4 separate regions of the Mus musculus genome follow, and all the other regions are linked to region 2. The links are chromatin contacts, called in public HiChIP or PLAC-seq maps. All regions are on one chromosome and are shown on one strand. The core of a region is the stretch at or near the end of the contact, and the rest is flanking DNA. Distances in the headings are between cores, read along the strand shown. Region 1 overlaps Kcmf1 (potassium channel modulatory factor 1). Region 2 holds the start of Particl (promoter of Mat2a antisense radiation induced circulating long non-coding RNA). Region 3 has its middle 40 kb from the start of Tcf7l1. Region 4 has its middle 17 kb from the start of Tcf7l1.

What was found. HiChIP or PLAC-seq counts read pairs in DNA pulled down with a chosen protein or histone mark.
Region 1: an H3K27ac HiChIP or PLAC-seq map of trophoblast stem cells shows a contact between it and region 2, with 2.5 times the contacts expected there. The contact joins the enhancer-like site here to the promoter of Particl in region 2. A contact is called at or near these places in 1 of 39 promoter capture datasets (cranial neural crest), 1 of 484 Hi-C or Micro-C datasets (cranial neural crest) and 6 of 115 datasets of contacts at active chromatin or transcription factors (the 230-238 cell line, embryonic stem cells, epiblast stem cells and 2 more).
Region 3: a contact with region 2 is called in an H3K27ac HiChIP or PLAC-seq map of embryonic stem cells, with 5 times the contacts expected there. The contact joins the enhancer-like site here to the promoter of Particl in region 2. A contact is called at or near these places in 4 of 39 promoter capture datasets (cranial neural crest, embryonic stem cells, maxillary cranial neural crest and 1 more), 1 of 15 datasets of contacts at CTCF or cohesin (embryonic stem cells), 60 of 484 Hi-C or Micro-C datasets (the AML12 cell line, B cells, the C2C12 cell line and 25 more), 16 of 115 datasets of contacts at active chromatin or transcription factors (the 230-238 cell line, astrocytes, embryonic limb bud and 6 more) and 1 of 9 other capture datasets (embryonic stem cells).
Region 4: an H3K4me3 HiChIP or PLAC-seq map of embryonic limb bud shows a contact between it and region 2, with 4 times the contacts expected there. The contact joins the enhancer-like site here to the promoter of Particl in region 2. A contact is called at or near these places in 11 of 39 promoter capture datasets (the 3T3-L1 cell line, 3T3-L1-derived adipocytes, embryonic stem cells and 5 more), 1 of 484 Hi-C or Micro-C datasets (B cells), 7 of 115 datasets of contacts at active chromatin or transcription factors (astrocytes, embryonic limb bud, embryonic stem cells and 1 more) and 1 of 9 other capture datasets (pancreatic islet).

What each region holds. Positions count from the first base shown.
Region 1 is chr6:72,850,485-72,853,541 of GRCm38.p6, reverse strand. All of the region lies in intron 3 of Kcmf1 (potassium channel modulatory factor 1), which reads left to right. Among named protein-coding and RNA genes, the nearest start is that of Kcmf1, 48 kb to the left of the region's middle. Within about 2 kb of position 1,666, at least 18 of the 459 cell types and tissues checked have an H3K27ac peak or open chromatin away from gene starts, as enhancers often do. A contact at or near this core is called in trophoblast stem cells, where this site is marked.
Region 2 is chr6:72,437,371-72,440,328 of GRCm38.p6, reverse strand. It overlaps Particl (promoter of Mat2a antisense radiation induced circulating long non-coding RNA), which reads right to left and starts at 1,646. Exons shown (of 1, transcript NR_046011.1): 1 at 1-1,646. It overlaps Mat2a (methionine adenosyltransferase II, alpha), which reads left to right and starts at 773. Exons shown (of 9, transcript NM_145569.5): 1 at 773-983; 2 at 2,881-2,958. The coding sequence starts at 893.
Region 3 is chr6:72,827,175-72,830,436 of GRCm38.p6, reverse strand. No RefSeq gene overlaps it. Among named protein-coding and RNA genes, the nearest start is that of Tcf7l1, 40 kb to the right of the region's middle. Within about 2 kb of position 1,391, at least 7 of the 459 cell types and tissues checked have an H3K27ac peak or open chromatin away from gene starts, as enhancers often do. A contact at or near this core is called in differentiating embryonic stem cells and embryonic stem cells, where this site is marked.
Region 4 is chr6:72,804,505-72,807,412 of GRCm38.p6, reverse strand. No RefSeq gene overlaps it. Among named protein-coding and RNA genes, the nearest start is that of Tcf7l1, 17 kb to the right of the region's middle. Within about 2 kb of position 1,297, at least 18 of the 459 cell types and tissues checked have an H3K27ac peak or open chromatin away from gene starts, as enhancers often do. A contact at or near this core is called in embryonic limb bud, where this site is marked.

The sequences.
Region 1 (3,057 bases), core at 417-2,916, 410 kb before region 2:
GAAGCAAAGGATGATGGGTACTGTGTGTATGACCTTGTGGAAATCTGACAGCCCTAAGCATGCTGATTACGTGAATGAGTGTGCATCATCATACCCAAGGAAGCTGTCCCTCTCAAGATGATCGTTGCTAGAGAATGGATGTGTGCTTAGTGGCACCAGAAAGTAACAGAAGGACATAAATGATGCTGAGAATTCATAAGCTTTGGAACAGACATTCTTAAGAAGGAAAAAATTTTCCATGGCTCCAAACTTAATACATTTTCAGAGGAATTGATACATGGAGTTCAATTCAGATATTTTCTCAAGAGATATATGGTACTTTATAGAAGTCCAGCTGTCTCCACCTCCCCAGCACTAGAATCGAAGCACGTGCCATCAAACCCAGCAACTTTCCTTAGCATCGGCTCCTAAGGAATCAAACTTGGATCCTTGTGACTGGAAGGCAGCATGGTTTCTCTGAGGCAGAGTGGAGAGTGCGAGTGTCTAGCAATACGGAAGCCACGGCTTGGGCTGGGAAGACTTGGGGCAAACCCAGGCCTGAGAATGGATTCAAGTGGATATAGTAGGATGTTGGGCTTCGTGTGAGCTCTCTATGTACCTGAATATACACACCATTTCCAGTCAGACAGTATTTAGGGAAGGGCTTCTATATAGAAGAACTGGTCTCCAAAACACAAAAGCTTGTAGTCTAACTAGGCAGAAGCACCTAGAAAGTTGAGTAAGCAGTCATCCCAGAGCACAGGAGCGACACCAGGTGGCCTGCGTTTCTAGGGAAGAGCTCACAGTTCGTAAATTCAAGAGCAGAGACCACTGCTTTTCTCTTCAAGGGAGGAGAAATCCTGACCGTTGTAAACTGGACTTGAGAGTGTGCTTGCTGGCTTCTGTCACTTCCCTTGGCACATTCCACCCTGACCTTTCCAACTCTGTCTTCAGCCCGTCCTTGTTTTTTTTCTTGTGAGCATCCTTAGGTTTTCTTAGTTATTTTTCAGGCTTGAGGCATAAGTAATCAGGACAGCCAGTTGGGCATTAGAGACTCGTTACCAAATCACAGTCATACTCTCAGGGCCTTCTGCTCTCAGAAAAAATGGAAAGTGTGTTTACTTGGGAGCCAGGAGTCAGATTGGTCAGCCTTCTGCTCTGTGTTTCAGCATTGATCTGATGCCATCTTGCCAGTTTCCTCCTCGAGTGCTGCTGTAAGCCAGCTCCCATAGACTCTAATGGCCGGAGTCTTCCACTTGTCACATGACTAGTGAGGTGTTGACATGCTCACACACCTCAGCTTTCAGCTCCAGTCCTTGTCTGTGTCTTAGGATTTGGAAACTTTTCCTATGTCACGGAAGGAATAATTTTTTACTCTTTTCTGTCTTCCACCTCCCATTCACTAATTGTGGTAAAAAGTTTTTCAAAATGGCCTTTCCAGCAATTGGCTAGAGATTTTCGGCGGCTGATCCTGCCCACCTCTGTAAGTTCTAACCCCAAAGCCTAACCCCTCTTCCGTTTCTCCTCCATTTTGGCTCTTCTTTGTATACTGGCCAAAATCCTGAGCACCCTTGCCTGGCACTCTCATTCCCACTCATCTCTGAATCTCCCCCACGCTCCGCTCAGCTGCTCACCCCTGTGGCTGAACACATCCCCTCTTGGACCCTGTCTTCTCCACTGCCCCCTCCTGGCAGCTGCCAAGATTACCTGCCCTGTGGTTTTCGCTCAAGCTTTGGGGAAAGAAGGGAGTTCCTTTCCAACCATCATCTCCTCTACCCGTGTGCACATTGTTTTATTCTTACATGTTGTTTCTGTCTCTGGCCATTAGGCAAACAAGGAAGTTACTAACTCCTTGATCTTGATCTGCTTACAGACTCTCACACTACCCACCCCCCTGGGAAATACGGTTCCTCCTCTTCCTCTTTCCTCTTCCTCTTCCTCTCCCTATGCTTTCTTCCTCCTCCTCCTCCTCCTCCTCCTCCCATCTTCAAGTTGTTTCAGAAATGATCAGTGCTCATTTGTGCATTAATTATCTCATTCATCTTATTGTATACACATTCTATAGCTATTTCATAGCTACCTGCCTTACTTTCCATGGCTGTGAAGGGACACCATGGCCTTGCCATCTCCCATAAAGGAAAACAGTTCATTGAGGCTGGCTTTATAGTTTCAAAGATACAGTCCATTATCATCATGGCAGGAAGCATGGCAGCATGCAGCTAGACATGGTGCTGGAGAAGGAACTAAGAGTTCTACATCTTAATCTGCAGGCAGCAGAAGGGGGCTATGTCTCAACTTTGAGCATAGTTTGAGCATATATAACCTCAAAGCACAGTAGCATACTTCCTCCAGCAATGCCATACCTACCTCAACAAGGCTACACCTCTTAACGGTGCCACTTCCTATGGGCCAAGCACATGAGTGTGAGGACCAAACCTGTTCAAACCACCATGATACCCTTTTCATTCTTTCTCTCCTCCCCCTCTCTCCCTCCCTTTCCCTCTTCCCCCTCCCTCACTCTTTCATTCTTTTCTTCCTCCCTCCCTCCCTCCCTCCCTCCCTCCCTCCCTCCCTCCCTCCCTCCCTCCCCCCTTCCCTTCCTTCCTTCCTTCCTTCCTGGGACAAGATTACTCTCTGGCCTGGAACTTGCCAGATAGACTAGACAAGCTATGCAGAGAACCCCAGGTATCCTCCAGTCTGTTTCTCCAGAGCACAGCTGTACTGTAGCCAAGCATTTGCTGTTCTATTTGGGGATTGACCCTTAACTACCTTTGGAGAAGTATGCCTTACCTTATGTCTGATATCAGCATTCAAGGCTGAATTTTAGGTAAAAATGTTTATTTTTTAAAGTTTTGCCCAGAACTGTTTGGCTAGACCACGCAAATGTGGCTCAGCCCTACCGATAGACAACTCTGCTGGAAATCAAATTTGAACTATTTAGAACTGCTGTGTGTGACCCTGAGAGATGGCCCTGCAGTTGAGTGACAAAAGTGCTTGCTCAGACCTGCAGTGTCTTTGCTGGGTTGGAACTGGGCCTCAGCAACTCTGTACTGACTCTGTGCTTTCTCTTCATTGCAG
Region 2 (2,958 bases), core at 397-2,896:
CTAGTACCGTCTCAGACTACGGGGGTCCACGAGGCTCGGCGAGGGGGGAGGGGAGGCCGCCGGCAAGTGGCAATTGTTCGGAAAAACAATACAGCATTCCTGCTAGTTGGCTTTACAGCCATTTTCCCCAGAGCAGTTACTCGAGGCATGACTAACGGTAGGGCTAGAACCCCTCACAATCTCTCGTTCCCCGGAGGGAACCGTGTAGGATGGATAAGGGCAGTGCCTATTAGCCTCCGCTGGCCAGTCAACATGGCCACCTTCACATGGCAGAGGGCCACCCGGCGCTGGTGCACGAGGTGGCGAATGGAGGGTGGTGGTGGCAGGAAAGACCCTCGGCGAGAGCCACAGCACAAAACGGCCGCCACCGCCACGGCCGCCGCTGGGAGGCGCGCGCGCCGGCAGACCTCCGTGGGCAACGGTCGGAGGGATGTACCATACCCTCGTACAGGGGAGGCCGTCCTTCAAATCCAAATCCTCTCTTCTCCAGCAATCAACGTGGGGATGGGCGTAAACCCCAAGTCTACTCACTTACATCTCCATTTAACCCACGCCATCAAGATGACTAACTACTGGCAGGAGGCCCGGTTAGCTCTGCTCGCCCCCCCCATCGGTAGAATGGTTCAGCCGGAGCTCGGCTCGGCGGACCTCCCTGCCAACCCCCATCCGCCCGCCCGCGGCGCATTGGCGCGCGACGCCGAGGGGCGGAGCCCGAGCCGGGCGCGCGCGACCCCCTGCTCTATAAATACTGGGCCGCTTCGCCCGCCGCTCCGTTCGCTCCGAGTCTCCAGCCTGCCGAGAGCTGAAGCGATCCTCCCTCTGTGTCTTCCGCAGCCCTCCGCCTCGCCGCCTCTCAGTCTCCTCAGAGTCGCCCTCTCTCACCGCCGCCGCCATGAACGGGCAGCTCAACGGCTTCCACGAGGCGTTCATTGAGGAGGGGACGTTCCTCTTCACTTCCGAGTCTGTAGGGGAAGGTCACCCAGGTGAGCCGACGGGGACTCGGAGGAGGGAAGGGCGGAGGGCAGTGGCGCTGGGGGTGGTCGAGGCCGTCTCCGGCGGCGGTGGGCATGGCAGCGGCCGCGCGCTTCCCTCGTGGCGCCGCGAGTTTGCAATGTGCGGCCCCGCTCCCCTCCCCCTTTCTCCGCTCCTCATCCGGCGGCGCGCCCCGGCATGCGGAAGGTTCCAGAAATCGAGAAGGGCGGGGGCTCGAGGCAGTTTTGAGATCGGCGCGGGGAGGGCACTGCTTCCTCCTCTTTAGTCCCGTCGCCTGGAAAAACCTCAAGTGGGCGACCCCGCCCCGCGTGCTCGCGTCCGGCCGCCGGGAGCGCGCGCCCCGCATTGCAGCGGCTACCACGTGTTCGCCGCATGTGGAATTGGGGCGAAGCGGAGCTGGCGGCCTCTACCCACCCGACCCCTAGTTTGGAAGTGGGGGCTGGTGTCTCCGAAGGTCCCATCTCTAATATCCCTGACTTCCGGCCCCTGGAAAACGCTTAAGAGCATGGGTAGACATGCCCTTTAGCCTTCAAGGTGACAGACTGCCACTGACTAAATATAGCGCGAATTAGAGAAGGCATCCCTTATTTAGAGTGTGCTTGAAAAGGATGAAGTGCATGAATTAAGTGTATACTCCCATCGCGTTAGGTTTCGTTTTAAAGTCTTCCCTTTGGTCTTTTTCCTACAACTAAAGGAGGATTTATTTCATGTTTCCTTAAGGCTTTGTCCACTGAACCGCCATGATGAGATCGGTTATAATGAATCTATTATATGGACTTTGGGTTTCAGATGGAACATAACCATTTAGTAAATACTAATATTCAGTTTGAGCTGTTTCCGTTCGCAGGGGGTCCACAGCAATATTATTACATGGCTTGTGAGGAGCATCTTGATGAGTGATGGTTGAAAGACAAGTGTTGCTGTGGCTCCTCCCACACTCCCCTCAAGGAAAGGAGTATCTCCATATCTATTGAATCACTCCTTAGTACAGCCATTAGATTCCATCTTAAGGTTCTGTGGCTGCAATACACATTTTGGGGTAGTAACAAAAATCAAGGAACATAGAGCCAAGCACAGTGGTACACTAACTACTACAATCCCAGCGTTTAAAGTATGGAAGCAGTTTAGTTTGTCAGCCTGGGCCACGTGTAAGACCCTGTCTCAATACCACAAACATTCCAGACCAGGATACTGCCATTTTCTAAATTGATGAATCAAGGAGAAATTGGATATGGCTTAGAGCACACTTGAAAGTTTCCTGGAGCCGAAGGCAGAGGCAGGTGGATTTTTCTGAGTTCCAGGACAGCCAGGGCTATAACCCTGTCTCAAAAAAAAAAAAATTACTGCATTTTTTGTTTGCTGGTGTTTCTTCTGTTAAATTTATTTTCATGGTTAAAAAAAAAATCTCATTTCCCTATTGTCTAATAATAGGGGAAATGGACTGTTTTAAGAAGTTAATGACCTGACAGTTGGCTCTTTAGTAGGTTTGTAACATTTTAAATGTGGGGGATAAAAAGAACAGTTGTCTCTAAAATACACTGTGAGGTTATTTCCTATGGTAGGCTTTGAGATATCAAAATAAATCATTTTGACTTTGATTAATCTGAAGGGCAGAGGCAGGTGGATCTCTTGAGTTCAAGGCCAGCCTGGTTTACAGAGCAAGTTCTAGGACCGCCAGAGCTGCACAGAGAAACATGTCTTCAAAAACAAAAGACTGGAGATTCTCCCTCTCACCTTGCAAATACTACTATAACTTTACATCAAGCTTCTGTCACCTACAAATTCATAGCTATATTTGCTTCTTGGGTTGCACATAAACTGCTAGTTACATGATGAGATAGGGTTAGTAGTAATAGTTAAGTTGAACCAGGAACTTTTATTTTCCAGATAAGATTTGTGACCAAATCAGTGATGCTGTCCTTGATGCACACCTTCAACAAGACCCTGATGCTAAAGTGGCTTGTG
Region 3 (3,262 bases), core at 142-2,641, 390 kb before region 2:
ACCCACACAGGGTGGCTCACAACCATCTGGAACTCAAGCTGAGGGTATCTGTTATCTTCTTCTGACTTCAAGCACTGCACTAATGAGAACATAGAGAAATAATTGGGGGGAAGGGCCACAGGTGTGGTGGCACAGGCTTTTAATGCCAGCACTCAGGAGGCAGAGACAGGCAGATCTGAGTTTGAGGCCAATCCAATCTACATAGTGAGTTCCAGGATAGCCAGGGCTATGTAAAGAGAATCTGTCTCCAAAGATATCAAAGTAAATAAGTAATAAGGCTGGAGAGATAGCTTAGTGGCTAAAAGCACTGGCTGCTCTTGCAAAGGACCCAGGTTCAATTCCCAGCACATACGTGGTGGCTTGTAACTGTAGCTCCATTCTAAGGATCTGACACCTTCTTCTGGCCTCTGCAGGCATTAAGCATGCATGTGGTAGACAGACAGACAAATAGGCAACACACCCATGCACACAAAATAAAACTAAAATTTAAAGTATAAATAAGCCGGGCAGTGGTGGCACACTTGGAGGCAGAGGCAGGCAGATTTCTGAGTTTGAGGCCAGCCTGGTCTACAAAGTGAGTTCCAGGACAGCCAGAGCTATGCAGAGAAACCCTGTCTCGAAAAACCAACATCATCATCATCATCATCATCATAATGATGTATAAATAAATAGTAATTTTTAAATGCAAAGTTGGAGGCAGTTCTGGGGATAGAGCTCACTTTGTAAAATGTTTCATCTAGTATGTAAAAAGCCCTTGAGAAAATTCTGGAAGGAGAATGTCTTAGGGTTTCATTGCTATGAAGAGACACCATGACCAAGGCAACTCTTCTAAAAGAAAACATTTAATTGGAGCTGGCTTACAGTTTCAGAGGTTTGATCCATTATCATCAATCATGGTGGGGAACTTAACCACGTGCAGGCATACATGGTGCTGTAGGAACCCAGAGTTCTACGTTTCCACAGAAGGAGACTGTGTGCCACACTGGGTGTAGCTTGAGCATTTGTGAACTCAAAGCCCGCTATATCCTGTGACAGGTAGGGACTGAGGGATGCTGGGAGAACCTGGCAGCCAGGTCCACTTTGATATGTTAAATAGGTACCTCAGCCATTTGTCCTAGGTTTGAGACTTTACAGGCAATGGGAAGAGAAAGATTTAAGAAACAACAAAATCCTCCTAGGCAGGAACTTAGCCCAAGGAGACCGTGCTTGCCTAGTGTGTGAGATGCTCTGGGTTCAAACTCCAGTGCCACAAACAAGCAAGCAAACAAATGTCCCTTCTCCTCCCTTCCCCTCAGCCCCTGGAGCCTTTGTTTCATCTTTTACTTAGGTGCAAATGTGGACGCACATGAGTGTAGTGCCTGTGGATGCCAGAAGAGGGCAGCAGTTAACTGGGACTGAGGTTACAGGAGGCTAGGAACAGCCTGACATAGGTCCTGGGAACCACACTGGGGTCCTACACAAGAGCAGTGTTCAGTCTTAAGCATTGAGCAGTCAGCCCAGCCCTGATGTTGCTCTTTAGTGGTAGTTCAGTCTGGGCCTTATTTCTTCCCGGAGAGGAAAATAGGGCTGACCCACAGAGGATCTGAGTTCAAATTCTTAGACCCCACATAAAAAGCTATACACTGCTATGTGGGTAGCCTCAGTGCTGTGAGGGACAAACATGGGGGATTGTTATGGCTTGCTGGCAGCCAGTCTATCTCCAGGTTCAGTGAGAGGCCCTGTCTCTGGGAATAAGGCAGAGTGGTAGAGCAGGACACCAGATATGCTCTTCTGGCCCCCAGATACCTTTGCACACATATCCACATACATCACACATACAGGTCTCAATGAAAAGGGAATAGGGAGGTGTTGCGGCCGCCAGCAGCTCGTAACGTGAACGGTTCGACTGATATGGCTACTCAAGCTGTAAGAGAGGAATCTAGGGGGCGAAAGAAGAAACGGAGCTAAGACAAATTCATTCTGATCAAAACTCAAATTTTATTGTTGCGACACTAGTTATGAAGGAAGGGGGAGGGGACCCGATTCCCGCCGAATAATCTCTGATCCAGTAGAAAGGTGAGCACGTGTGTGGCTCCAAACAGCAAAGCGGCAGGTTCCAGCAGTGGGCGTGGCAGAACGAATGAGCAGGAAGCTCCACCCCTGAGCAAGCAGGTTTCAGGCTGGGGGAGGGGAGACTACAGGGAGGTGGGGACTTTAGCTTAGGAAAAGACATCTGCTGCCACTGTCAAGCCTGTCAGAGCCCCCAGCCTCCCATGGCTTTATAATCTTTCTGGTCAGTTTCTTAATCGAGGGCCCACCTTTCAAGAGAAGTCGTGTTGACCAATTAAAAAATCTTTTTTAGGCAGGGCATGGTAACACACAGCTTTAATTCCAGCACTTGGGAGAGAGAGGCAGGCAGATCTCTTAAGTTCAAGGTCAGCCTGGTCTATGTAGTGAGTTCCATAACAGGTTATGTAGAAAGATCTTGTTAAAATTAAGTAAATAAGTAAACAAATAAATAAACCAAAAAATGAGAAAAAAACAACAACAAAAATCTTTTCAGAAAATGGAAACACTCATCTGTCATCCCAGCACACCTGTCATGCCAGCACACCTGTCAGTCAGTCATCCTAGCACACCTGTCAGTCATCCTAGCACACCTGACAGTCATCCCAGCACACCTGTCAGTCATCCTAGCACACCTGTCATCCCAGCACACTTATCAGTCATCCCAGCACACCTGACATCCCAGCACACTTATCAGTCATCCCAGCACACCTGACATCCCAGCACACCTGACATCCCAGCACACCTGACATCCCAGCACACCTGACATCCCAGAGAGGGATAAGGTAAGGTGAGAGGACCATGAGTTCCAGGCCAGCCTTGACTACAGAGTGAGAACCATTCTCAAAACCCAAAAGGGGGGGAGGGGGTGGTGGTGAGAGACAAAAAAGGCTGAGCTGTGATGGCACACACCTTTAATCCCATCATGGGAGGTAGAGAACATGTGAGTCTGAGGCCAGCCTGGTCTACATAGAGTGTTCTAGGCCAGCCAAGGCTATATAATGAGGCCCAGTCTTTTTTTTTTTTTTTTTAAGATTTATTTATTTACTATATGTAAGTACACTGTAGCTGTCTTCAGACACTCCAGAAGAGGGCGTCAGATCTTGTTACAGATGGCTGTGAGCCACCATGTGGTTGCTGGGATTTGAACTCTGGACCTTCGGAAGAACAGTAGGGTGCTCTTACCCACTGAGCCATCTCACCAGCCCCCGAGGCC
Region 4 (2,908 bases), core at 48-2,547, 370 kb before region 2:
GGAGAGATGGCTCAGTGGTTAAGAGCACTGACTGCTCTTCCAGAGGTCCTGAGTTCAATTCCCAGCAACCACATGGTGGCTCACAACCATGTGTAATAGGATCTGATGCCCTCTTCTGGTGTGTCTGAAGAGAGCAATGGTGTACTCATATACATAAAGTAAATGAATAAATATTTTTTTAAAGATTTATTTATTTATTATATGTAAGTACACTGTAGCTGTCTTCAGACACACCAGAAGAGGGCATCAGATCTTGTTACAGATGGTTGTGAGCCACCATGTGGTTGCTGGGATTTGAACTCCGGACCTTTGGAAGAGCAGTCGGGTGCTCTTACCCACTGAGCCATCTCACCAGCCCAAATGTGTAGCCCAGGCTGGCCTCGAACTCGTGATCCTCCTGCCTCTGCCTCCTTCAGCAAATCCTACCGGCGTGCGCCACCACTGCCGGCAATATTTTTTAAAAAAAGAAAAGAAAAGAAAATTTTTGAGATAGAACCAAGTGTTAGGCCTGGAGGTACACCCTTGTCATTTCAGCACTCAGGAGGCAGAAGCAGCAGGATCGGGAATTTAAGATCATTGTCAGCTGTTAGTGTACAGCTATAGTTTATAAATTACCCTAGGCTAAATGAAGCTCTCTATTAAAAAAGACAAAAAGATGCCAGGTGGTGGTGGCACAAGTCTTTAATCTCAGCACTAGAGAGGCAGAAGCGGGCAGATCTCTGACTTTGAGGCTAACCTGATCTACAAGGAGAGTTCTACGACAGCCAGGGCTACATGGAGGAACCCTGTCTCTAAAAACAAAACAAACAAACAACAACAACAACAAAGAGAGACAAAAGGATGAAGCTGGAAATATAGCTTAACTGGTAGAGGGCCTGGGCAGTATAACTGAAGCTCTTGACTCCGTTCCCACCACTGCAGAGACCCTGTGACCTCAGGGAGGTGGGAGCGGAGGATCAGAAGTCCAGGGTCACTCTTGATTACATATAGAGTATGAGGCTAGCCTGGGACACATGAGACACTGTCTAAAGGAATAGAAAAGTCAAGAGATTTCAAAAATGGATCCAGCTTGGGTCTCTAGCTCAGTCATAAAGCATTTGCCTAACACGTGCAGGCCCTGGGTTGGGTTCCCTGAACCACACGCAAAACAGCAAATTTGGAAGATCTTACACATGTGAAAAGCAGGAAGACTCACACCCACCAAGCTCCGGGGAGTCATTTGAGCTATGTTGTTCATCACACAGCCAGTCTGAGAAGGGCAGCCATGAATCACCTCCATAAAAAGTCACTTTAGTACAGGTTTTATGGTTCTTTAATTGGTTGGCTTGGGCTCTTTGAGACAAGGTCTCACTCTCTAGCCCAGGCTGGTCTGGAATATGTGGCAATTCTCCTGCCTCAAATTTCCAAATGCTGAGAGTACTGGTATGTGCCATGGCATCTGGCTTCCTTTTAGGTTTCAGTGGAGAAAAAGGCATACATTACACGCCATCTCTCATTGTACAGACACACTGCAGTGTGGGGCTTCAGTGCAGGGCTCTGCCCGGGACGCATCTTCAGTGGTTTGATCCTTTTTGGTTTTTCGAGACAGGGTTCCTCTGTATGGCCCTGGCTATCCTGGAGCTCACTTTATAGACCAGGCTGGCCTCGAACTCAGAAATCTGCCTGCCTCTGCCTCCCAAGTGCTGGGATTAGAGGCGTGTGCCACCACGCCGGGCCTTTCTTCTTCTTCTTCTTCTTCTTCTTCTTCTTCTTCTTCTTCTTCTTCTTCTTCTTCTTCCTCTTCCTCTTCCTCTTCCTCTTCCTCTTCCTCTTCCTCTTCTTCTTCTTCTTCTTCTTTTTTTTTTAATGTTTTTGTTACATTTTCTACTTGTTTTTTTGGAGACATGCATTTACCCATGCCTATAGAGGTTCGGGGATACATGCTGGAATTGGTTCTTCTCTTCTACCACGGAGTTTCCAGGAATCAAACTCAGGTTGTCAAGCTTGGCAGCGAGTGCCTTTTCCAAGTAACCCATCTCACTGTCCTCCTTTTCCAAATTACAGTAGTGTGTGTGTATGTCTCACGCGCACCTGCCTGCCTGTGAGGTTGTGCGCATGCGCATAGGCATGTGTGCCTCAGAAGGATGTGGAAGCCAAAGAGTAACATGTGTGAGTTCTCTCTTTTCACCTCGTGGGTCCTGGGTTTGAACTCAGGTTGTCAGGTTTAGCAGCAAGCACATTTATCTACTCAGTGATCCGCCTGACAGACACACACACACCTCTTTTAATAAGATTTTAATCTTGCATAATATAAAATAACCGGGGCTGGTGAGATGGCTCAGTGGTTAAGAGCACCGACTGCTCTTCCGAAGGTCCTGAGTTCAAATCCCAGCAACCACATGGTGGCTCACAACCATCCATAACAAGATCTGATTCCCTCTTCTGGTGCGTCTGAAGACAGCTACAGTGTACTCACATATAATATAATAAAATAAATAAATCTTTAAAAAAATATATATATATAATAACCAATTAAATTGTTTTGTTTTGCTTCTTTGTTTGTTTAGAAAGGTTCTATCTATGCAGCCCTGGCCTGCCAGGTACGTGTAGACCAGGCTGGCCTTGAGAACTTGGAGCAATCCTCCTGCCTCTCCCTTCCTTGTTATGGGTTTACATGTGTGAGTCACCACACCTGGCTGATTTTTATTTTCTTGAAGGAAAAGCTGAAGGTTTCTTTACCTAAACTACTGATTTGTGTTCATCCCCTCGGATGGGAGGGGATGGATGTGCTGGTGACGTCGCTCCCACAGGGAGCACCAACAGGGAGCACCACCAGGGAAGCAGCAATCTCCACTGACATCAGCACCGCGGGCCGACATCTGAGGAGTCTATCTGCCTGACTCTCATGTAAGTATATGAGCTCAAGTAC